Regions from separate parts of the Mus musculus genome. Here regions 2, 3, 4, 5, 6 and 7 are each linked to region 1. The links are chromatin contacts, called in public Hi-C, HiChIP or PLAC-seq and promoter capture Hi-C maps. All regions are on one chromosome and are shown on one strand. Each heading gives the region's core, a stretch centred on a gene start, on an enhancer-like site or on the middle of the called end of the contact. The rest is flanking DNA. Distances are from core to core; before and after follow the strand shown. Region 1 holds the start of Katnb1 (katanin p80 (WD40-containing) subunit B 1). Region 2 holds the start of Rspry1 (ring finger and SPRY domain containing 1). Region 3 holds the start of Ccdc113 (coiled-coil domain containing 113). Region 4 holds the start of Arl2bp (ADP-ribosylation factor-like 2 binding protein). Region 5 holds the start of Pllp (plasma membrane proteolipid). Region 6 holds the start of Cfap20 (cilia and flagella associated protein 20). Region 7 holds the start of Ccl17 (chemokine (C-C motif) ligand 17).

What was found. Hi-C and Micro-C count contacts between places; a contact is called where the count stands out from the background. HiChIP or PLAC-seq counts read pairs in DNA pulled down with a chosen protein or histone mark. Capture Hi-C pulls out chosen DNA fragments and counts their contacts.
Region 2: a contact with region 1 is called in a Hi-C map of uterus, with 4 times the contacts expected there. The contact joins the promoter of Rspry1 here to the promoter of Katnb1 in region 1. A contact is called at or near these places in 4 of 39 promoter capture datasets (erythroid cells, liver, pre-B cells and 1 more), 4 of 484 Hi-C or Micro-C datasets (CD4 T cells, CD8 T cells, natural killer cells and 1 more) and 1 of 115 datasets of contacts at active chromatin or transcription factors (memory CD8 T cells).
Region 3: an H3K27ac HiChIP or PLAC-seq map of embryonic stem cells shows a contact between it and region 1, with 5 read pairs. The contact joins the promoter of Ccdc113 here to the promoter of Katnb1 in region 1. A contact is called at or near these places in 3 of 39 promoter capture datasets (hippocampal neurons, liver and stem cell-derived epiblast-like cells), 1 of 115 datasets of contacts at active chromatin or transcription factors (embryonic stem cells) and 1 of 9 other capture datasets (adipose tissue).
Region 4: a promoter capture Hi-C map of adipose tissue shows a contact between it and region 1. The contact joins the promoter of Arl2bp here to the promoter of Katnb1 in region 1. A contact is called at or near these places in 3 of 39 promoter capture datasets (liver, pre-B cells and stem cell-derived epiblast-like cells), 1 of 484 Hi-C or Micro-C datasets (CD4 T cells), 1 of 115 datasets of contacts at active chromatin or transcription factors (memory CD8 T cells) and 2 of 9 other capture datasets (adipose tissue and liver).
Region 5: a contact with region 1 is called in a Hi-C map of CD8 T cells, with 2.3 times the contacts expected there. The contact joins the promoter of Pllp here to the promoter of Katnb1 in region 1. A contact is called at or near these places in 3 of 39 promoter capture datasets (cranial neural crest, embryonic stem cells and pre-B cells), 6 of 484 Hi-C or Micro-C datasets (CD8 T cells, the N1E-115 cell line, embryonic stem cells and 1 more), 4 of 115 datasets of contacts at active chromatin or transcription factors (effector CD8 T cells, embryonic stem cells, memory CD8 T cells and 1 more) and 3 of 9 other capture datasets (adipose tissue, liver and pancreatic islet).
Region 6: a contact with region 1 is called in a Hi-C map of CD8 T cells, with 4 times the contacts expected there. The contact joins the promoter of Cfap20 here to the promoter of Katnb1 in region 1. A contact is called at or near these places in 8 of 39 promoter capture datasets (the C10 cell line, the HPC-7 cell line, embryonic stem cells and 4 more), 21 of 484 Hi-C or Micro-C datasets (the C2C12 cell line, CD4 T cells, CD8 T cells and 15 more), 7 of 115 datasets of contacts at active chromatin or transcription factors (the SCID.adh cell line, bone marrow-derived macrophages, embryonic midbrain and 4 more) and 3 of 9 other capture datasets (adipose tissue, liver and pancreatic islet).
Region 7: a contact with region 1 is called in an H3K27ac HiChIP or PLAC-seq map of microglia, with 5 times the contacts expected there. The contact joins the promoter of Ccl17 here to the promoter of Katnb1 in region 1. A contact is called at or near these places in 1 of 39 promoter capture datasets (macrophages), 1 of 484 Hi-C or Micro-C datasets (reprogramming fibroblasts), 3 of 115 datasets of contacts at active chromatin or transcription factors (embryonic stem cells, microglia and pancreatic cancer cells) and 1 of 9 other capture datasets (pancreatic islet).

What each region holds. Positions count from the first base shown.
Region 1 is chr8:95,079,683-95,082,785 of GRCm38.p6, forward strand. It overlaps Katnb1 (katanin p80 (WD40-containing) subunit B 1), which reads left to right and starts at 1,519. Exons shown (of 20, transcript NM_028805.2): 1 at 1,519-1,622; 2 at 2,916-3,103.
Region 2 is chr8:94,600,372-94,603,474 of GRCm38.p6, forward strand. It overlaps Rspry1 (ring finger and SPRY domain containing 1), which reads left to right and starts at 1,570. Exons shown (of 15, transcript NM_026274.4): 1 at 1,570-2,059. Psme3ip1 (proteasome activator subunit 3 interacting protein 1) reads right to left here and starts at 1,355. Exons shown (of 8, transcript NM_028221.4): 1 at 1,126-1,355. LOC115486880 reads right to left here and starts at 2,520. Exons shown (of 2, transcript XM_030243886.1): 1 at 2,442-2,520; 2 at 1,245-2,274. The coding sequence starts at 2,520. The coding sequence ends at 1,565.
Region 3 is chr8:95,532,399-95,535,501 of GRCm38.p6, forward strand. It overlaps Ccdc113 (coiled-coil domain containing 113), which reads left to right and starts at 1,702. Exons shown (of 9, transcript NM_172914.2): 1 at 1,702-1,874. The coding sequence starts at 1,774.
Region 4 is chr8:94,664,911-94,668,013 of GRCm38.p6, forward strand. Arl2bp (ADP-ribosylation factor-like 2 binding protein) reads left to right here and starts at 1,690. Exons shown (of 6, transcript NM_024191.2): 1 at 1,690-1,991; 2 at 2,687-2,748. The coding sequence starts at 1,954.
Region 5 is chr8:94,694,648-94,697,750 of GRCm38.p6, forward strand. Pllp (plasma membrane proteolipid) reads right to left here and starts at 1,595. Exons shown (of 4, transcript NM_026385.4): 1 at 1,389-1,595. The coding sequence starts at 1,523.
Region 6 is chr8:95,433,310-95,436,412 of GRCm38.p6, forward strand. Cfap20 (cilia and flagella associated protein 20) reads right to left here and starts at 1,560. Exons shown (of 6, transcript NM_008187.2): 1 at 1,179-1,560. The coding sequence starts at 1,262.
Region 7 is chr8:94,808,908-94,812,010 of GRCm38.p6, forward strand. Ccl17 (chemokine (C-C motif) ligand 17) reads left to right here and starts at 1,546. Exons shown (of 3, transcript NM_011332.3): 1 at 1,546-1,664; 2 at 2,279-2,396; 3 at 2,853-3,103. The coding sequence starts at 1,565. The coding sequence ends at 2,946.

The DNA of each region.
Region 1 (3,103 bases), core at 269-2,768:
CATTTCTCTTGGTCCTAGGTAGTTTGTATTTCCAGTGCTGGGGATTGAACCTAGTGCCTCCTACATACCAGTCAAGACTCTCTTATCACTGAGCTACATCCCCAGTCTTGTTCCTGCTTATAAGTTATGTGTATTGGGGATGGTGACAGTCATTTTAATATAGTCTGCATGTTAGAGAATGAAGTTATTTCAGGGGTGGTGACATTGGTTATGTGACTAAGGGCCCTTAACGATCTTCAGGCTCAGTGTTGCCATGACTGAAATGTCTTAGGATCTGTAATGTACATATAATTGTATAAACAAAGCAGATAAGGCAAAATGTGTCAAAATGAAGAATTTGACTTTTTTTTTTAAATAAAAAGTTGCGGGAACAGCAAAGTACAAAGTTTTGATCAAATGTTATTCTCCAAATCCAGGTCTCTTAATAATTACCCATTTCTACGCAGGGCCGACTTCCCATTAGGCTGGTGGGTGACTTTTGTTCCCGTAAAGGTTTTGCATTTAATAGGGACTTTGTGTGCCTTGCCTTTAAGAACAAAAGTTTAAGTCCTGGGTCCGATCTTCCAAATGTCTGGTCTTTTTCACCACAGCATCTGTTTCCTCGTCTAGAAATGGGAAATTCCTCCCGTTCCGGACTGTGTAGAGGAGAACGCCAGATGCAGCAGCCCCGACCAGAGGGGAGTGAGTGTAGGATAGACCAGAGTTGGAGGTTATTTCTGCAAAGGGCTGGGACCGAGTTTCTCAGTAAGGGGGGGACCCGAACTCATGGTGGGTTATGTAGCCTGTCCCCATCCCAACCTGTCTGTCCTGTCACAGATATTAGCCTTTCTCCGGTTCCGTAGTTTTACTTCCGCACGCAGGCGAGCAGACACAAGCCTAACTCATCCCACTGTGCTACTGTGATCTTAGGGACGAACTCCTGGGCTCGACATCGACCCCACTGTAACTAAGCTCTGTTTCCCTCGAGGTCAGCGAACTCCAGGAGACGTGTGGATCCAAGTAAGAGCCAAGTCCTCCCACTACGCGGGCGACACTCACAGTCTGAGGGCGGGGTCCTGGCAGCCCTGTTTCAATATGGAAGATCTGCAACTTCATACCACTCTAGAAGTCCCCTTTCCATTGGCTATCTCAGAGCTGGTTCTCCAATAACACTAACGTTTATTGGTCAATCCAGAGCTGTTGCTGAAGTGATTGGCGCAGCCGCCATCGGGTGCAGCTCGCGGATTTTTTAAACACAACCGGGTTCCAGGAAATGCAGGAAAAGGGCGGAAAAAACCAAGCCTGACTGGGGGCGGGACTAAGAACGCAGAAGCCTGTATTGGTTCTTCTGGGACCTAAGGGCGGTCCGTAAGCGCTTCTTTCTCGTGATTAGTCTGAGTCGGGGAAAGGAGGCGGGTAGTTACGTAAATCGGCGGAAGCGCTTGCTTCCATTGGTCAATTCTAGAGGAAGGCGGGGCGTCCGTGGCGACTGATTGGTGTAAGAAGTGAAGTGGGAGGGACTCTAGGCCGGAGGTTTTGTTGTGAGGGTCGGTTGTCAAGCAGCGACCAATCAGGGCAAAGGATGGAGGCAAGTGGGGGTCGCGCCTGGAGGGAAGCCTTGGCCTCCAGAGCTACAGCTGCAGGTAGAGTGGCTCTCGGGGTCTTGGAGGCAAAGGGAAAATGGCTCTAGTCTTCGCCGAGCCTGGAGGGGACAGTCCGGTCGCCGGCAGGAGGCTCTCGGCCAGGACAGGCTGGAGCCAGTGCCCCTCAAGGCAGACGGGAGGAGGGTCAAGCGAAGCTGAGGGACCGGTGGCAGGTTTGGGATGAACGAGCAGGACGGGTGTGTGGAGGCCGGAGAGGGAAAGCTGGTGGGCCGGAAGCAGAGCTGAGGGTGTGCGGAGGATCGTATTGAGTCGGGGCTCCAGAAACAGGAGAGCGAATGAATGGGGGATTCTGATAGCAGCGGGGCAAGAGAAGTAAAGAGGGTCTGGCGAAGCATGGCCAACTAAGGAAGCTCAAGATGTGCCAGAACGGGAGCATAGGCAACAGGAGAAAGAGAATCCAGCGAGAGAGCTCCTGGGCAAGAGGCGAAGGGCCGTGGCGGCGGTGGAAGGCTCCATCCACGCTGTGGCCTTTTAGAATTGAGGAGTCATTCCGACTCACACCTAGACTGGAGACTCAATTCCTAGCTATGCCCTTGAGAGTTGCAGGGAGTGGGCGTGGTTCCCTTACCAGGGAGTTGGTGATGGAGGAAGCAAGAAGATTGGACCCTCAGAATCCTCTCAACATCACCCCCTCCCAAGGCCTTTACTGTTCTCTCTCTCTCTCTCTCTCTCTCTCTCTCTCTCTCTCTCTCTCTCTGAACGTCTGCCTATCTCTCAGTCTCTCTGTTCGTCTCCGTGTATCTCTCTGTCTCTCTGCCTTTTGGATGCCTCTCATGGGCACCAAAACATAACCTCAGACTCCAGTGCCCCATCCAATACATGGGGTGCAAATCCAAGTGGACTGCAGTTATGTGATCCTCTCTGCCCCATAGCAGGTGCTGGGTTGGCAAGTTAGGACACCCAGCATCCAGGAGCATTACTGTAGGCCCCTGAGAAGTCAGTCTCTCCATCCCCTCTCCACCTACCTATGTCAGTCTGTCCTTCCTTCCTTCCTTCCTTCTTTTCTTTGAGATAGGAACTGACAGAGATCTGCCTACTTCTAGCTGGCCTCCTGAGTGCTGGGGTTAAAGGCGTGAGCCACCAGGCCCAGCTACCTAGGGAAGGTCTTTTATCTTTGGGCTCTTAAGTCACAGGTTTTCAGACCCAGTGTGCACTGCAGCTCCAGGCCCTGGAGGCTCTGGCTAGTCTGTATCAAGTGGCCTTGATGACCCAGGGACTTGTAACTCGTCTCAAGCAGTTCCTAACCCACCATCGCCTCTGCTTGCATTCTAGCCCAGTGTTGAGCTGAGATGGTCCAAGCCTGACATTCCATGATCTGGGATCCCGACCTATGTGTCCAGGCTGCTGCTTGATAGCGGATGATCTAAACCACCAGGCAGTCCTGGGCCAGGAGAGGCGGACTCTCTGCCTGGATGTGTGGGAACTCCCTGCCAACTTGATTGTCGGATCTGGGGGGGATC
Region 2 (3,103 bases), core at 320-2,819, 480 kb before region 1:
AGAGATAATTGGGCCATCCGACTTTCAGACCCTTACATATTATTCATAGCTCATCTTAGGCTCCAACTGAAACACAGGAGCTGCCTTTATTTCAACTCAGCTCCTTCTGTCATAGAAAGTTCTACAGATTCCTTTCAAATATCTCAGAAGCAGTACCCGCCAAACCATTTTGCTTGGTAGTTTATACTCTGCTTTGTTTTCTGGCAGTCTTGCTAAGGAAGCCAGGCCTGTCTCCAACTGACAGTCCCCCACACCCACACACAGCCTCGTGGTCCTAGGATTACAGGTACAAGCCACTACACGGAGCTCCTCCAAACCATTTTTATGATGTCTCTGGGGACACTTCAATAAATCAATTCACTTAACCAACGAAACTTGCTACACAGGTTGACAAGTCGCTGCAAATCCTACAGAGGTTCATATTAGACTTTGTGGGGTCCACTCTAGACTTAAACAATCAGACTGACCCAAGGGTGCAGCACAGGGTTTGCATTTTAAAACCAAGGGCCACAGACCTTGTGTTCCCCCAAGAAGCCATTTCCATGACCAATAGTTCTCCCTTTCCCTCTGCGTGGACTGGCATTCCAAGGGCACCAACTCTCAAAGAAGACATTTCAACGACCGGTTGTGTTCTAATAAAATAAGCACACAGCCTTGTTTCCTACTAGAAGAGAATGAGCGAGGCGCTGCAACGGGGAAATTTATTATGTACCCATCCTGCAACTACACACTTCGGGATTCAACGATGCTCAAGTCGGCATTCCACGTTTTCTAAGGAGCGAGGAGCTGCTCCGAATGGAACCGAGGCAGCAGCTCACTTTAGGCCTGATGGCTCCAGCTAACCGCAAAGTGCTGAAAGAAGACAAGGGGCCCGGCAGCTCGGGCGCGTAAGAAAGAGTCGGAACCTCCCACCACGACCGCCACGCCGTCCCGCAGACTCCCGCGGCTCCGCTCCGGAGTGGGCACCGCAAACTCCCAAGCCGGGCGACTCAGGACACCGCACTAGAAAGGACCGCGGGCTGGAGACAAACCTGGGCTCTAATCCTAACTCTGGCTTGGAGTTCACCCTCTCCACGGCCGAGAAGCCTGGTTTCGCCTCCCGGCGCGGACCCAGGCCGCACTCACCTACGAGAGCGCGGGAGGCGAGCCGCCCTCACCTCCGCGGCGCCTACCGTAAACCGTCGCCGCCAAGGCCACTCTCGCTCTTAAAAAACTAGAAAAGAAACCAAGAAAAGAACGACGGCTTAAAGGAAGAAAACACACTTCGCTATTGTATTCCTTTTGACCCTTCGGGGCTTCCTGTTCCTTACAGCCACAACACATTTCCACCCCGCTTCCGGCGGCATAGTCCAATCAACAGCTCTCTCCCTCCCCGAGCGCCTCGTGGAAATCCGGTGCTCCAAGACCGTATGGAGCGATCTGATTGGGTCGTTCGCCCTTCGGCAAGGGGATTAGCTGGTTCATTCCAGGCTGGCGGGCCGACCCGCGAGATCACGTGACACAAATCTTGACTGATGATTGGCTGTCTGAGAGAGAGGGCTTGCCACTGAGGAAGGGGCGTTTCCTAGGGGACTGAGGGAGGGCCCGGGCGGTGTGAAGCGGGGGTGGGCCCCTGCGCGTAATGGCAGTGCCGTGTCCCCGCGTCCATCTTTACCGCTCTCTTGGACCTGTCACAAAGGAGTCGCGCCGCTGTCGCTGTCCCCTCCCTCCGGTGGGCCCAGGAGCTAGTGCAAGTCAGTGCCACAGCCCGACCGCGCTGCTCTGGGAAGCCCCTTGGGGACGTGGCCGGGGAGGGAGCTTGAGGGCTAGCGACGCCTGTGAAGGAAGGGGACAGCCGCTGAAGCCTGGGTCGGAGAGACTGGACTGGGGCCGTGGCCGTCTCCGGGCAGGGGTCTTGGAGAGGGTGGCGTTGGTCAGAGCCTGGGAAGCAGCCGGCACACTCTCCTCCGAGGCCCGCGCTGGAGGCGCCTGAAAGCGGTTCCTGGAAGAGGGTGTTCCCCTTTAGGGGATCTTGACTGAAGGAGGTCCTGGGGTCACCCTCCCGAGGAGACTGGCTAAGGTGAGAAGCAGGTACCTCCTGGGGAGGCTCCGGACGCGGAGAGACCCTCGTTCGGGCTCCTCGGAACCGAAGGGGCCGAGGGGCGCACGTCGTGGGCAGGGATTCCTTCTGGGGAGTTTTGCGTTGCAGTGGGAAGCCGACTTCCCCTGGGATGGTCTGGTGTTGCCTTGGGGTGGAGAGTTCGACGTGAAGCGAGGCTGGGGAGAGTTCTTCGCCTTAGAGAGAGGCTGGAGGCGGGAGCCAGACCTAGCGGATTCTCCTACTCTCCAGGCCTGAGCTAAATATTAAGTAAAAAACCCTTGGGGAGGGCAGTCCTTTCCGTTGGAAAGCCCTAGATCGGGATGGTAAGCGGAAACGGGGATAGTCGGGGTTCTTCCCTCACTCTGGAGTCTGACTAGGTGTCCCAGAGTAAGGATTCTGCTGCCTCTGGCCTTCGCGCCAGAGTGGGACAGGGGAGTCATCCCACCAGCAGCACCCCCAAGCGAGCCTCCAAATTTGGCATTACTTCCTGCCGGGCCCGCTGTCTGCCTCACTTTCCCTGTTCTTACAGAGGGAGACCTAGTTAGAGCTACTGGGCTGAAACTCTTGAGATTCTGTCTTGCGCAGATGTCCGAGTAAGGTTTCGTCCCCTGGAGTGATGTACTTTGAACTTTTTTAAAGTTGGCAGTGTCTGTTACCGTCTGAGTAGAGTCGTGCAGTCTCCCAGGCTCCTCACTTAACCCATCTGCTTGTCCTTCCTTAGTTGAAGTGACTTGACATCTTAGAGTTTCTTCTGTAAAATAATCAACGCTGTGTGTGTGGAAGTAAGGTAGTGTAATGTATTGTTGTTGAGGAACAATGTGTTTTCTAATCTGGAAAATTGTTGATGTAAGAGACTAGCATAAATACTGGTCTTGATTACCTATAGAGCTCTGAGAACCATGTATCACTGAGTGAAATGTTAGTCTAAACCCTGCCTGCTTCCTAGACATGAAGAGGTTTCCAGCTTTTGTTTAGAGAGTTTTAATTTACTTTCCACTTCTAATAGTGCTGGGAGGAATTAGC
Region 3 (3,103 bases), core at 452-2,951, 450 kb after region 1:
AATCAGTCCAATTCCAGGTGCACAATAAGCCTTAAGGTGTGTCTTTATAGAAACGCCTTTATAAAGGGCACGTGACCAAGAGGGTGGGTCCTATAACTAAAAGCCCTAGAATTGGGCTGGGGGAATGGCTTAGTGGTTAATAACACTTGCTGTTCTTCCAGAGGTCCCAGGTTCAATTCCTAGCACCCATAGTGCAGCTCACAACTGTCTGTAACTCACCTTCCACGGGATCCAACATGCTCACACAGGCAATCATTGAGACAAAACACCACTGCACATGAAGTAAAAATAAAGAAAATAAAGAAAAAGCCTAGAATCTACTGCGGTCTCTGACTTCTAGTCTCGAGAGGGCAGAGTCTGGGATAATCATTCTGGGGAATTTGGAGGAGGTCTGCCTCTATAGCAAAAGTGTGTGGGGGGTCTGCCTCTATAGCAAAAGGGGTGAGGTCTGCCTCCACAGACCGCAAAAAGATCACCAGGTCATTAACAAGATCCACTCTCAGCTTTCTGGATGGAATGCAGGTGTTTTTGTCTCCTCCATTAAGGATACTCTCCTGCCTGATTAACATTCCTGGTTCTCTTCTCTGTGAGTACAAGGACCTCCGTGGCCCCAGCACTAACCAATGCTGGGATCCCATGATGGTACGCACACTCAGCTTGGTTGTGTGCACATGTTATCTTAACCACCTTTAAGTGTACCCAAAAGTGCTGTTGCTGTCGCTATCCCAGCCTGTAACTTGTTTGGGTTTCTGATATCTCATTAAAGGGCCCAAATTGGGCTGGTGAGATGGCTCAGTGGTTAAGAGCACCGACTGCTCTTCCAAAGGTCCTGAGTTCAAATCCCAGCAACCACGTGGTGGCTCACAACCATCCTTAACAAAATCTGATGCCCTCTTCTGGAGTGTCTGAATGTACTTACATATAATAAATAAATAAATAAATAAATAAAACTTTTTTAAAAAAGGGCCCAAATTGCCCCACATTACCCCAAAACACTAAAGACACACGACACCTTTAGGAACTTGTCTTGATACCTATTTTAAAAACTTAGTCAGGGGCTGGTGAGATGGCTCAGACTGCTCTTCCGAAGGTCAGGAGTTCAAATCCTAGCAACCACATGGTGGCTCACAACCATCCGATCACGAGATCTGACTCCCTCTTCTGGAGTGTCTGAAGACAGCTACAGTGTACTTACATATAATAAATAAATAAATAAATAAATAAAATCTTAAAAAAAAACTAGTCAGTTTCTCTTTCTCTTCGAGTAATGCAGTTCGAGTTGCAGTAAATGAAATGCAGTAAATGAAAAAACTGCAGCTTCCGTGTGAGGCAATGACCACAGATTAGAATCCTCACTACACCACGGGGCAGAGACTTATGCGAGTCGCTGCTAGCTTTCTGGACCTACGGTTTCTGGCTAGGAGGATGAATAGTTTTTTTTTTTTAACAGGGTCCATGCAAAGATTTGCGTGAAATAAGCTTAACATGATGCCAAGGACCGAGAAGACATTGGGCAAACCGGAGCTGTTGTTGTGACTTCCAACTGAAGAGCGATTCTCAGAACAGTGAGATGGATTAGGCATCTGAGTAGGCAGGCAGGCAAGCAGGCAGCTTTGCTCGATCTCCACCGCGAGGTGCAAGGGAGGGGCCGCATCACCCAAAGCCCCACCCCTATAAACAGCGTTCAGTTGTCTAGGCAACGCGCCTCAGGGTCGCGGCCGAAGTGAAGCGGGACAGCTTACTGAAGGCTCTCAAAGCACCCTAGGCTGAGTGATGTCTGAGGAAGACTCGGACAGCGTGATCACTGACTCCCAGGCGGAGGAGGAAGGCGAGCTGCCAGTCATCCAACTGTGCGGGCTGGTAGAGGAGCTCAGGTACTGGCACCGTGAGGGCGCCATGAGTCTCTGAGGCCTGGGCTGTAGTTTGCAGACTACTCATATCTACGCAGAGCCCCGCGGGCACACATCGCATTACAGTGGAGAAAGAACTTGTGTTTGCCTAGTTAGCTTTGCTGCTTGCCTGCTCCTGAACTGACAAGCCACTGATGGAACCCGGACAGGGTGGAGGGGCAAGGGAGCCGTTGGCCTTGAAAAGATCAGACAGGATTTAGTGAAGCTAGCGCTTTGGCTTGGTGTCTTCCTGGTGCTGGGAAGCCGCCTTCGAAGTCTATATCAGGTAGCCTCCTAAGCCGGTTTCCAAAGTTAGTATTAAGATAAACATTAACATGGCGGCGGAGTGAAAACTAAGCTATTGAAATGATTTGCTTGGGGCCTTGTGGGCTGAATAAGGATTTAGGCGTGGAGATGGACTGAGGAATGATTGGCTCAGGGCTTTGTATTTTCCACAGTCTGTTTTCCATCTTCCACAGTGGGTTATCTGGATATGAGGATTCCATAATGTAGATGAGAGTCAGTGTACAATGTATTGATATTATACAGTATTCTGTTTCCAGCGGCCAGAAGAGGTGTTGGTTCCATACATCTGTAAATAGTTCATACCAGAGTGGAGGGATTATTACTAATTACCATTGTGAGTGTCTGTCATATACCATGATCTTGTATGTGAAACAGCCATCCCCAGAGGTACATGTTTTGTGAAGTTTCCTTGTGAGTGTCTATAACTGCCAGTCTTGTATATCGGCCGGCCATCTTAAGAGAGAAACGCATTCTGAAGTTTTCTTCCTTAAGATCCTGCATCAGAGATTCAGACCCGGGCCCATGGAAGGCTCCACCGAGAATACAATATGTGCTGAAAAGACAAGACGTAATGGCTTTCCTGTTTTCTATTTGGCTTCTGTACTAATCTCATAATTTAGGAATTAGTTTAACAGTATGTGTAGGTCTCAATGTCACCCTCTTTCGTACATATGTATGTGAGTATGTGCATGCAGTGAAAGGGGAAAGTTTTGGAACTGGAGATATAGCTTTAGCCCCTGCCTAGTATTCACAGGGCTATGGGTTCAATCCCAGTACCCACCTCCCCCTCCACAACACACATTAAAGTTGGGCATGGTGGCTCGCACCTTTAGTGCCAGCGCCAGTGAGGTAGGTGGAGTTTTGTGAATTCAAAGTCAGCCTTGGTATACTATGACCAAAGCAACTTA
Region 4 (3,103 bases), core at 440-2,939, 410 kb before region 1:
CACCTGAGCTCTGTGAAAGTCATCTCAAGCTCCAGTGCAACCAAATGGAAAAAAGATATCCTTGCCAAGACCTTCCCAAAATGCAGATTAATAAGTAAATGAAATGTTTTAGTTCACTAGGTTTCTTGAGAGAGGAGTTGTAAAGAGCAATAGGTAACTAGTGGAGACAAATTTTTCATTCCTTTTCTCCGTGGATCCATGATTTGGAATCAGCAGGCAGTTCATGTATGTATTCAAAAGTAAATAGGATATAGAAAAAGGATCTAATAGGATCTTAGTTGTCTGCTCTGAGCTGTCTTACCAGTGCTCAATGGAACAGAATTTTTAGATGCTTGTCCTAGTTTGCTTATCAGAGCTGTGACAAAACACTAATCAAAACCAATTTGTGAGAAGAAAGGGTTTATTTTGTTTCCACTTCCATGCAACAGTCCATAACTGAGGGAAGTTGAGATAGGAACCTGAAGGCAGGAACTGAAGTAGATAAAGAAATGCTGTTAACTGGTTTGTTCTCCATAGCATGCTGAGCTTCCTTACATAGATCCTACACCTGCCCAGATATGGCACCACCCACAGAGGACTGGGCCTTCCCTCAGTCATTAAAATAATCCACATTCAAAACCAGGAGGTGATGGCACATGGCCTTTAATCCAAGTGCTTGGAAGGCAGAGGCAGGTGAGTCTCGAGTTCAAGGCCAGCTTGATCTACAGAGTGAGTTCCAGGACAGCCAGGGCAACACAGAGAAACCCTGTCTTGATGAAAAAAGACAGACACACACAAAATCAACTTCTTTCCAGGTCACTCAGGTCAAGCTGACAAAAAACCTACCAGCACGCCTGTCTTCAGCTTGACCAGGATACTCTGATCTTCCAGTGTCTTTGAAATCATCTTGGTTCCTGATGCTGTTAAGATAGATCCATGGATACACATTTTATGTCCATTCCAAAATGATTCAGATTGGCCACGTAACCCTAATTCATACCATAAATTTTCTAGTTATGTACTACACATTTGGCTAAAAGGTATCAGACCACCAAAGAGGCATGCTTAAAAAGGGGGCGGGGGGGGGGGGCGATCCCAGGAAACCTTTCTTCATGGTGTGGCAGTTTTAGAGGGGACTTTCTCCAAAGCAGTTATTCAATTTCTGATTACATCTCTCTCAGTGGTTGTCAACATTTTTGTGCTGCATAATTACCCAAGGAACCACTTACTGCCTAATAATTGTTTACGGGTTTGGTGCGAGTAAGCTGGCAGCAAACTCACTATGTAGCTGAGCAGGTCTTGAATGCCTTAAACCTCCACCTTCCAAGTGCTGGGACTACAGACGCATGCCACAACGCACTGCTTTTGATTTGAAGATCACAAATTAAGTTACAAGTCATCCACTTAATGCCGTGGACCCTTCCATACTTCCAAGAAGTAACTCTCTAGTAAATCAGACGTCTGCATTATCTAGGACAAACTATGAGAGTGGCTTTCGAGCAATTTGGCTATTTCTAGCGCTCTTAAAACACGGTTTCAACTACCTGATCTTTACAATTCCTAAATTGAAAATGAAGAAACCGAGGCTCTTGGCTCCAATTCTTTCATCCAGAAAAAAAAAAAAAAAGTCTACTGCCACCATTTTTTGCAGTCTTCTGCGTGAGACCGGGAACCTGAGGCTGTGATTGGCTGCTGGAACCGCGGGTAACCATAGTGACAGGAGGCGGGGCTGCGAGCTCCGTCTGCCCTAACACACCGGCGGGGTAGCCCCGCGAGAGGCCGGCGGGCGCTGGGCCCAGCCAGGAGCCGCAGCCCCGTCCTCGCGCGATCGCCGGGCGGGGCGTGGGTGCGGCCTTCTGCGGGCCCTTGATGCAGTTGAGGCCGCGCGGGTCAGAGAGGATCCCGGCCCGGCGGCGGGCGCGGTAGGAAGCGGCAGGGCCCCGGGCCCGGGCCGGTGACTGCGGCGCCCCTACGATGGACGCCCTAGAAGAAGAGAGCTTCGCGCTGTCCTTGTAAGTGAAGCGGCCAGGGTCTGCTCGACCTCGGCCTGCGGACGTCCTCTGGGTTGCGGGCTGGCCGGTCGAGGCTCCGCTCTAGCGGGGCGTTTTCTTCCCGTGGCCACCACGGGCATATGTCACAGATAACCAGCGCTTCCATCACAATCCTCTGGCCTCAATCGTGGCCGTCAGCAAAAACCCAGAGGCCTTGAGCTGCCCAGGCTGGCGGCGGCCTCACCGCCTGTCTAAAGCCACTCCTGACCAGTTACCCCCTAGGCCGGTGCCACTCCCGCGTGCGGTCACATTCACCAGCAGATAGGTGTGGCGTTAAGAGCCAGGATGCGGTGAGTAAATCCTGCGGGTAATAAACGCGGAAGTATGAAGTTGTGCCGCACCAGCCTCAGCTACCCAAATTGTTGGCTGCTTTTGTGATTGTCATACCGGTTTTCGTCACGAGTGTTTTCCTGTGTTTGTAATTTCTGTACTAGACAATAATCCTTGATTGGTGAAACTGAGTGATGGGAGGATCATCTTGCTATTATTTTTATGCACGTTGGGAATCTTACATTTTAAAAAATGCTAGTGGGCTTTGTTGTGATTGCCTGGTGTGTGCAAGGCCTTGGGTTCAATGCCCTTACCCACAGAAAACACAAGTTCAGCTCGAAAAATAATTATTTGGACCGGCACCTAATCCTGATGTGTTTTTTCAGCTCCTCCGCCTCTGATGCAGAATTTGATGCTGTGGTTGGATGTTTAGAGGACATTATTATGGGTAAGTTTCGACACTACTAAGTGACTTGTGCCCCTCTAGTTCCTATGGTCAATTCCTTGATTTAAATCAAGTAGACCCTTGCTTTACAACAATTTTTTAATGTATTCATTTACATATGTGATGGATCGTGGGTGGGGTTGTTGCCAGGAGACTATGGCTATGTGGAGCTCAGAGGACAACTTTGTGGAGTTGGTTCTCTCCTTCCACCTTCATGTGAGTTCTGAGGGTTGATCTCGGGTCACCCGTCTTACACAGCAGTGCCTTCAGCCCCCAAGCCATCTCAACACCCCAAACCTCTGCTTATAAGGGCATGCAGAGAAATAAATGTGAAGAGTTGATTTTCAAAACACAAAAC
Region 5 (3,103 bases), core at 345-2,844, 380 kb before region 1:
CTGTCCCTTTCACAAACCGTTTAACTCCTCCCCCAGCCCAAAGCTGACTCTCAGGTGTGAGGTTCAAAGAGACCAGAAAAACCCCTGGAGTGGTGGTGTCAGAAAGTAATTACAACACTTGGGGAAGGTCTAGTCCAAGGCTAGCCTCCGCTACACAAGGAATTGGAAGCCAGCTGTGGCTAAGAGGGAATTCAAGACCAATCTGGGCTATATGCGACTCTTGTCTCAAAAAAACAGAAACAAATTGAATCAAACAAAATAAATAAAACAAACAAGGCAATCACCAAGAGCCCAACACTCCAGGGTCGGCAGTGTCTGCGCGGCAGAGTTAAATTGGTCCCAGAAGAGAGCCTCATGCTACCCTCCCTGATCTCATCAAAACCAAACAGTACCCAAAACCACTCCAGGAGAAGACATTAAAATGCAAATTTCTTGCTGCGCTTTTGGAGATTCAAAGAGCAGTTTCACATTTTTTCCGGGGTTGGGGCCCAAGAATCTGAATTTTAAACAAACCCAGGGAGGAGACGGAGGGGGAAGGGGGAAGGGGGAAGGGGGAAGGGCGAAGGCTCACCAAGGAAGATCAGAAATCTCGAAACCAAGATAGTATGTATGCCCTAGGTGGAGATGGCCCAGGAAAGCCTCCCGACTCCCCAGCCCGGCCTGGCAGCCTGGCTCGAGGTGCCCACTGGAGGGATGATGACAGAAACAGATGCATGCCCACCTGCGGTGCTACCCTATTCCTCTACCAGCGGACCTCTCAGTTAATGGAGACCGTTCCCTAGGGGCAGCCACAGGCCTCCAGACCCTCGCAGGAGGGGACTATGAAAAGACAGCTGACATCTCAGAATGCACCCAATGGGAACGGGCAACTCTAGGATCTTCAGCTGGGACCTGCACAGAGTACGGGGGATGGCAGACACGTGGTTTCTTGCCTCTGCGAATCTCCACAGCCCAAGGAAGGAGATTCGACCAGCAGACCCTGGGTAGGTGCCCTGGTGGGAGCGCGCGTGTCAGAGCCACTGATGTGGTGTTCTGCCCTGTCCAGGAGGGCTACAGAGCGGTCGCATTTAGTGGTTAAAGCCGGGTGAAGAGGAGGGCAGTGGACTTTGCCCGGCGGAGAAAGCCAGGGCACGGTCCCAGAGGGAAGGGGGAAGGGTAGAAGAGAAGGGACAGACTGGCGGACAGTTGTGCGCAGCTATCTCAGCTACGGTATCGCCACGGTAACCACCCGGGTAGGGTGTGTATGGTCCCCTCCACAAGAGTCATGCTGTGCTCGCAGGGATGTCACACGAGCGTCCCCAGGTGCAAGCTTCCCGGCGATCTTGGGAGTGAGCGTCCCGGGGGTCCCCGGAGAGTCCCCCATCCAGTCCCCGAGCTACCCGGCTCACCAGCTGCAGAAGCGCGAGCACCCCAAGAGCGGAGCGCACGAAGCCCAGATCCGGTCGCAGCGCAGACACAGAGGCTCCCACGCCCTGCGCGGGGCTGCTGGTCCTCGTGCTCACTTTCGACGGGAACTCCGCCATAGCGATCGCGAGCCTACGACGCTCTGGCCGCGCTCCCGGCGCTGCTCCGGGGCTGCGACTGCGGCTCCGGCTGCTGGCGCTGCTTGGGTACCCTAGACAGAACTCACAGGTGCGCGAAGCCCAGCCCCGCTCCGCCCGAGGCCCCGCCCCTTCTTGAGGCCCCGCCCCTTAACCCTGGGTTCGCCTGTTTGGATAGAGATTTTGAAGAAGTCCGTAGACCGATCTACAGACAGCCAGGCAGGAAAAAATAAATCCAGGTAGTGGCAACTGCTGCTGTGACTGAATCTAACAGGGCGAGGCAGAGTGACCAGGAGATTTTTAGATGGTTGTTTTAGGGTCTCTATTACGGTGGTAGAAAACCATGACCAAAAGCAAATTGGGGAAGAAAGGGTTTATTTGTCTTATGCTTCCATATCATTGCTCATCACTGAAGGAAATCAGGACAGGAACTCAAGCAGGGCAGAGACCTGGAGGCAGGAGCCGATGCAGAGGCCATGGAGGGGTGCTGCTTACTGGCTTGCTTCCCCTGGCTTGCTCAGCCTGCTTTCTTATAGAACCCAGGACCCAGGGATGGCACCGCTCACAATGGACTGGGCCCTCCTCCATCAATCACTGAGAAAATTCTCTACAGGGCTTGCCTAGAGCCCGATCTTATAGAGGCATTTTCTCAATCCAGGTTCCCTCCTCTTGGATTGCTATAGCTTGTATTAAGTTGACAGAAAAGGAAGGAGCACATTAGTCAAGGAAGACCTGTCAGAAGTGGTGACATTTGTGCAGAGGCCTGAATCTGTGAGTAGGAGGAAACCTTGGGAGGATTTAAGTGAGGAGCAAAGGCGCAGTGGCAGGACCAACCTAGGCAGTTGGGGAAATAGAAAGCAGGTCCCCAAAGGGACTGGAGCTGAGCACATGAGGGTGACACTGACCCCCAGTGGGTAAGGACCAGGTCACAGAAGCTGTGTAGGTGACTGTACTATCCTATGGCTCCTTGTGACAACTTATCACAAGCTCAAGGTCCTAACAAAAGTTTCTTCTCAGTGATGGAGGCTAGATATGCAAAGGCATCATCACGGAGACACAGTCATGGTGTCCTGAGCTCAGGCAACCTCTGGGGTACTTTTGCCCACTTTTTGTCTTGAGACAGGAGATTGCTCTGTAATCCAGACTGACTTCATGCTTTTGACATTCCTCGTACCTCAGGTCTTTGCAGGCTGGGATTACAGATGACCTGCCGGCAGGGGATTCTGGTACCCTACCTAGCTCTGCCTCTCCTCGTATCATCAACTCTCCTCTTACTATGCACAAGATATCTCTCTCTCTCTCTCTCTCTCTCTCTCTCTCTCTCTCTCTCTCTCTCTCTCTCTCTCATCTCTTTTGTAAGGATATGGTCATGACTATATTGCCCATCAGATAATACAGTTCAATATCCTCAAATCAGGAATTTTAAGTATTTATTCAATCACCCCATCACTAACATTCTGCAAAGATTCCTTCTTCTTTTTTTCTTTTGAAAGACAAAGTCTCATGTAACCCTGGAACTTTTTTTTTTTTTTTTTTTTTTTTTTTGGTTTTTCGAGACAGGG
Region 6 (3,103 bases), core at 310-2,809, 350 kb after region 1:
GGCTGTGCAGAACAGGCAAGATACCAAGGCTGGTGAGCACCCTCCCAACACTGCCAGGTGGACTGTCTCTGGGTTCTCCCTGCAGGTCTCATTTAAGAGCTCCTGCTGCTTCATTTCAAAGTGAACGAACACTCAGGAGATTGTGGGATGGGGGGAGCTAAGGGTCCGCTTCCTATGGGATACTCTTGACATAACTCTAGCTATGGATCTGAAAGAGTTGGTCAGACTGCTTACATACCAAAGGCCAGATCTTGAGGAACTCTCAACTGTCTTAGCCAAATGACAAGACACTCCCAACAGGTTTCTCTCAAAGCTGTCCTCAGAACACACGACTGCCTAGCAGTGACAAACAGAAGGCAATGCAGGTACTCTGTCAACCACTGTGTGTCTCAAAGCCCTTCTCTGTGAATTAGGAAAGACATTGTTCTAGTCCTACTACGAATAATCTTGACTTACTCCACCCATTCTATATACATCTCTATGAACACCACACTAGGCATATCACCTCTCTCCATCTTCCCCAGCCGAGGGCAGAACTAAAGATATTCCCTAAATCACCTGGCTTCCACATTAGAGTGACCACTTTATATTCAAAAACAAAACAAAACAAAAAAACGGTCCAGCTCACTGCCCCAGGAATCTTCATGAGAAAAGAAACGGCAAGGCATTTCATCTAGATCTTAATATCTCCAAAAGTGAACAGGGAAGGCCACCATCTCATGTGGCAAGCAAAAACACCATCCATTCTAGAGGACGGCTGGATAAAAATACAGAGGCTTGATACTGGCTCTCGAGAAGCCCCTAACAATCACCTTTTTGCAGGTTTCCCAATGGAGAAGGCCAGTACAGGAAGAATAGTACGGACTCTAAGTTACAGAGGGCTCGCAGCAAGTTCCAAAGGTTTGGCTGTCGACGGATGGAGCTAATGAATGGGATCAGAACAAGTCTGGCTTGGCCGGTGCTCAGGATGTCCGGGGAAAAGGCCCTCCGTATGGAGTGCAGCAACAGTGCTTGGCACCAGCGAACACATGCATGTCTTTCTTCAAAGTGCTATGCGTTTCAAGCTAGGCTGTGGGCACTCTGCCCCCATTCTACTGACCGGGACGTCAAGGCTCGGTAGCCACTCCATCACGTGGGCGGCTAGTCGGCCCCACCCCCGTCCCGCCCCCACCGCTCACCTTTTTGTCCCAGATCTGCAGGGGCTTGCTGCCGATGCTGTAGAGGATGGAAAGGAAGCCACTCTGGAACGTGTTCTTGAACATCTCGCCAGCCGCGGCCCCGCAGCCGCCGCCCTAGGCCCGGGATTGGAGATCGGCACCGAGCGGCGAAAGAGAGCGGGTGCCGCCGGTCCGAAGGTAGGACGCTGAGAGCTGCAGCCACTGACGGCGGGAAGCGGCGGCGTGACGCAGATCCGTAAGCCTCGGTGAGCACCGAGCCACCTCAGCACCGAAACCACAGCAACTGCCGCCCGCGCCGCCGAGCCTGCCGGAGAGGAGGCGGAGCGCCGCCTCGGCCCGCCACGGATCCCTCCGCACGCTTGGGCCCGCCCCTCGGAGGCGCATTGCCCAGTCCTGCCGCAGAAAGAACGGTTTCCGGTTCCTTCCGCCCTTAGGCCCGCCCCTTCCTGCCCCCTCGGGCGCGGAACTTGGTTGCCAAGGGACTATTCCCCGCCCCTCCCCGCCGGGGCCCAGACTTGGTTTAGAACAGCGGAAGGAGACTTTAAGTTTACCTCACGTGTTTACAGTGCCTGCGTGGTGTCATGGGAACCGGGAGGCGCGTGGAGGGGTGGAGTCATGCCAGACCCCTCCCCCGAAGGGCGGGAAGAGTGAGGAAGGTGGCTTTGTGCCAACGACAGATAAATATTATCCCTGGGTGTGTTGACTCCAGATTTTAATCCTAGTACCGGATTAAATCCCAGCAGAGGTAGAAAGATCTCTGAATTTGAGGTCTACATATCGAGCTCCAGGACAGCCAGGACTCAGAGACACCCTGTCGCAAAAAACAAATATTGGTTGGCCCAGGAGAACGTGTGAGCTAATGAACCAGTATTGATTGCCCAATTTACATCATCACCTTTAATTATCAAGTTACAGTGAATGAGCTGCTGTAAAAGCAATACTCTGGGGGAAAGCGTATCTCTTTAAATGCATTGATTCGAAAAGAAGAAAGCCGGAATATTAAGATATAAACAAAAATTAATAAAATCTTAAAAGTGGAATAGTTGAGTTGAACCGACAGCTGATTTTTTTAAAAAAAGTGTGTCAATTTCTGGAATATTGTAGGAAAGACATACGCTGTGTATTTCAAGTAGAAGGAAATCTCAAGTGTGGAAGACTTCCACCAGTCGCTGAGCGTCTTCCTAAATGGTGTTCCACCCAGGCCTGTGTTCTGGCGCACAGAAAAGAGTTTGAAGCACAGACGATCACTTTAGCAATTTTAACGATCATAGTTGCAAAGTTTACACATTTACTATGTGACGGGTATATGTGATGCCTTACCCTGTATTAACTCACTCTACCCTCACACCAAAGCTTTGAGTACTCCAGCCAGAATTTCTAGATATCGTGAAAACTATGTGAATCTATTACTATATAAAAATGAAACTTGTTATATGGAATTAATTTTTGCATGATATCTGGGAATTCTTTATGTACTCTAAGCCAAGTGAATAATTTATAGCTTGATTGTTTTTAAGTTGTTCAAAATATCCTCGGGGCTGGAGAGATGGCTCCGCTGTTAAGAGCACTGGTTGCTCATCCAAAGATCCTGAGTTCAATTCCCAGCAACCCCATGGTGGCTCACAACCATCTGTAATGGGAACTGATGCCCTCTTCTGGCCTGAAGGTGTACATACAGATAGAGAACTCAGAAACAAAACATAAATAAATAGAAATCTTAAACAAAATCCTCAGGAAAAAGATTCAAGATAAGAAATGATGGTATACACTGGAAGGAGAGGCCCATTGGACTTGCAAACTTTATATGCCCCAGTACAGGAGAACGCCAGGGCCAAAAAGTGGGAGTGGGTGGGTAGGGGAGTCGGGGGGAGGGTATGGGGACTTTTGGGATAGCATTGGAAATGTAAATGAGGAAAATACCTAAT
Region 7 (3,103 bases), core at 296-2,795, 270 kb before region 1:
ACCATCATCACCTTCTAGTGAAATTTTAATGGCAGTTCAATGATGAATATGGAGCCAGACCTGACAGCATGAGAGGGGGTGAGGGAGGGTGAAACTGCCTCTGGTCACTTAGGGGCAAGGAGAAGCCAGGCCCAGAACTCAAGTGTCAGATTCAAAGCCTTAGCACCTGCCTGCCACAGTACTGCACACCTCGGGACAGGTATTTAGAGAATGGACGGCTTTGGCCTGGGAAGACCTCTTAGTCTGGGAGAATGAGCAAATTTAGTGATGCTGTGGCCGTAGGGCAGGATTGAAGGAAAATGGAGATATGAGAAGGGTAAGGGGCCCCCTCAGCCTGGGTCTGTGTTTCTTGCTGACTGAGAGCCAAAAGTTCTAACAAAATGGCAGGAGGAGCTGGGGTGTGGCTCAGGTTGTAGAGTGTCTGCTAGCACATGAGTGCAAAACACCTATGCACACAAATGTAATAAATAAATGTTAATAAATTAAAATTTTAAAGAGTAAAACACACGGCGGCACATGCCTTATCTGTGAGACACTCTGGGTCACACTGCAAAGCAGTGACATTTCCCTTTATTGTGATAGCGTCTCACCAGCACCTGTGAACCCCGGTAGCTCAGGCTGGCCTCAAACTTGGAACCTTCCTACATCAGCCTCCCCAGTAGCTGGGATGCCGGTTCTTTTTCTCAGTAAACCCTGGCTTTGCTTAATAGTGACTTGTCCTGAAACTCTTTTCTGGGCACTGTTGTTAACAGTCTGGGTATGCTGAAAATTCACACAGATTTCTTAACAGTCTGCTTAAGGCCTGGGGATGCTCTATGGGCTTCTAGGGCAGCCTCTGGCATGCAGCTCCTATAGAGGTGAGCATCGCCCCCCCCACACACACACACACCATTCATTCTGCTCATAACAGAAACGAGGTGGTGCTCTATTTCTGGGAGCTGAGCTTTCCAACCCACTAAAGCACACATGCAGATACACCGTGATTAAAGCCCCTCTCAGCTTAGCCTCCTGGGGTAAGGGCCAGCCTGGGGAAGGACAGGAAGACAGGCTCAGCTTCAGCTGAACCTCTGGGTTCCCCAAAATAGGGTGGGACTAGGCCTCTTCTACTGAACATCCCTGTAACCTGCTCACCCTCCTGTGGACCTTCTGGACCCCAGAGCCCTGACTGGCATAGTCCCTATGATCTCTGTTTGGTCCCCTACCCTGCCTCCACAGGGTACCAGGCACAAAGGAAGTTCACCAGTACTAGGACAAGGGATGAGATGAGTTGAGGCTGAGGCCTTGGATCCTGCTAATAGAGGAACCAAGAAATGTTCCCTTTGAAAAGAGAAGTAAGTCATTGCCCTTACCCCAGACACAGACCCCCTCCCCTGTCCCGAGTCGAGTGACCATTCTCTGGAAAGCCACAAACATTCCCAAGCTGGGCTTCTACTAAGTTATCTCAAATTCTTTGAATTTCTCTAGTCTGGAAGGATTATAGGAGGGGACAGGAAGCGTGGGATAACCTCCAGAGAGGTTAAATAGGTCACCTCAATGCTGGGCACCAAGACAGGCAGAAGGACCCATGAAGACCTTCACCTCAGCTTTTGGTACCATGAGGTCACTTCAGATGCTGCTCCTGGCTGCTCTGCTTCTGGGGACTTTTCTGCAGCATGCCAGAGCTGGTAAGAGCCGGGCACAGACAGGATAGGGCAGATGGGAACCATTCACCCACACAGAGACCAAGGCAGAGACACAAGCTGTGTGACTTATACCCTGTCTGTTCTTAACAGGGGTCACCAGGGGGTGGCCACAGGAGCACTGGAGGGAGGATAATGGTTCTGAGGATGCTGGGATGATGTCAGGTGCCTGACCTGGACACATACCTTATTCTGAGATGTTAGGACATAGTGGCCTTGATTGTGGGCTCATGATGCAGAACGAACGATTCTCAGAATCGCTACCATTTGTTTCATTAATGGGCTTCATGTATCATCAGGGAACAACATAACAACGGAGCATTGGTTCCAAGAATGTATGAAAAGATTTTTATATTTAGTTTAGAACGGGAAGTTGAAATGAGGTTCCTAGATTCAGACAGCTGCATATGCAGACACACACAGATGAATATGCAAACTTGCAGACACAGGAGAGCACACACACACACCAAGAACAAACAGAATACAAAGTACATGCAGTCCCCACCCACAGGCTCACACAGGCATACATCGGAACATTCCATGGGTCCTCAGGCACATGGCCTGACTCTCAGGACACCTGCTTCCTATTGCTCTTCCAGCTCGAGCCACCAATGTAGGCCGAGAGTGCTGCCTGGATTACTTCAAAGGGGCCATTCCTATCAGGAAGTTGGTGAGCTGGTATAAGACCTCAGTGGAGTGTTCCAGGGATGCCATCGTGTGAGTATCCCTCTGTCCCACTCCTCTGCCTAGAACCCAGAGTGGGAAGTGGGTGGGCCTTGGAGTGCCCAGGAAGGCCACTGGGAAAGAAGGAAGAGAGGACAAGCCTGATTCCCCTAAAGGCAGTTTTGGGAACCCAGGGATACTCTTGTACCCCACACAGCTGAGGGGGTCCAACCTCTTTATGTATGGTGAAACTGAGTTTCCAAGATGGATAGGACATCCCAGGTAACAGAGCCAGTAGGCAGTAATACTGTCACCTCTCACTCTGGGTCTGAGCTGAGTAGAGACTAACACACAGCCTGAGGCTCTTTCTCTCAGGCTCAAGGTGCTCTGAGGAGAGAGGAGGCTAGGCATGAAGTCCTACTGCTCAGTGTTCAGGTCAATGCAGATGTGGCTGGTGGCCAAACCCTGAAGGCCTTCCTGGGCTCTTACTCACTGCTTTCTCCTACATAGGTTTCTGACTGTCCAGGGCAAGCTCATCTGTGCAGACCCCAAAGACAAACATGTGAAGAAGGCCATCAGATTGGTGAAAAACCCAAGGCCATGACCTTCCCGCTGAGGCATTTGGAGACGCCAGGGCTGCTGTCCATGGTTTCAACATAAAACGGCCTGTGACCAGCAGAGCCCAAGAGCAGCCACAGAGCAGAAGTCCCTGTTCCCTTTTTTATGGACTCTTATGCACTACAGGCGAACACAAAAAAAAG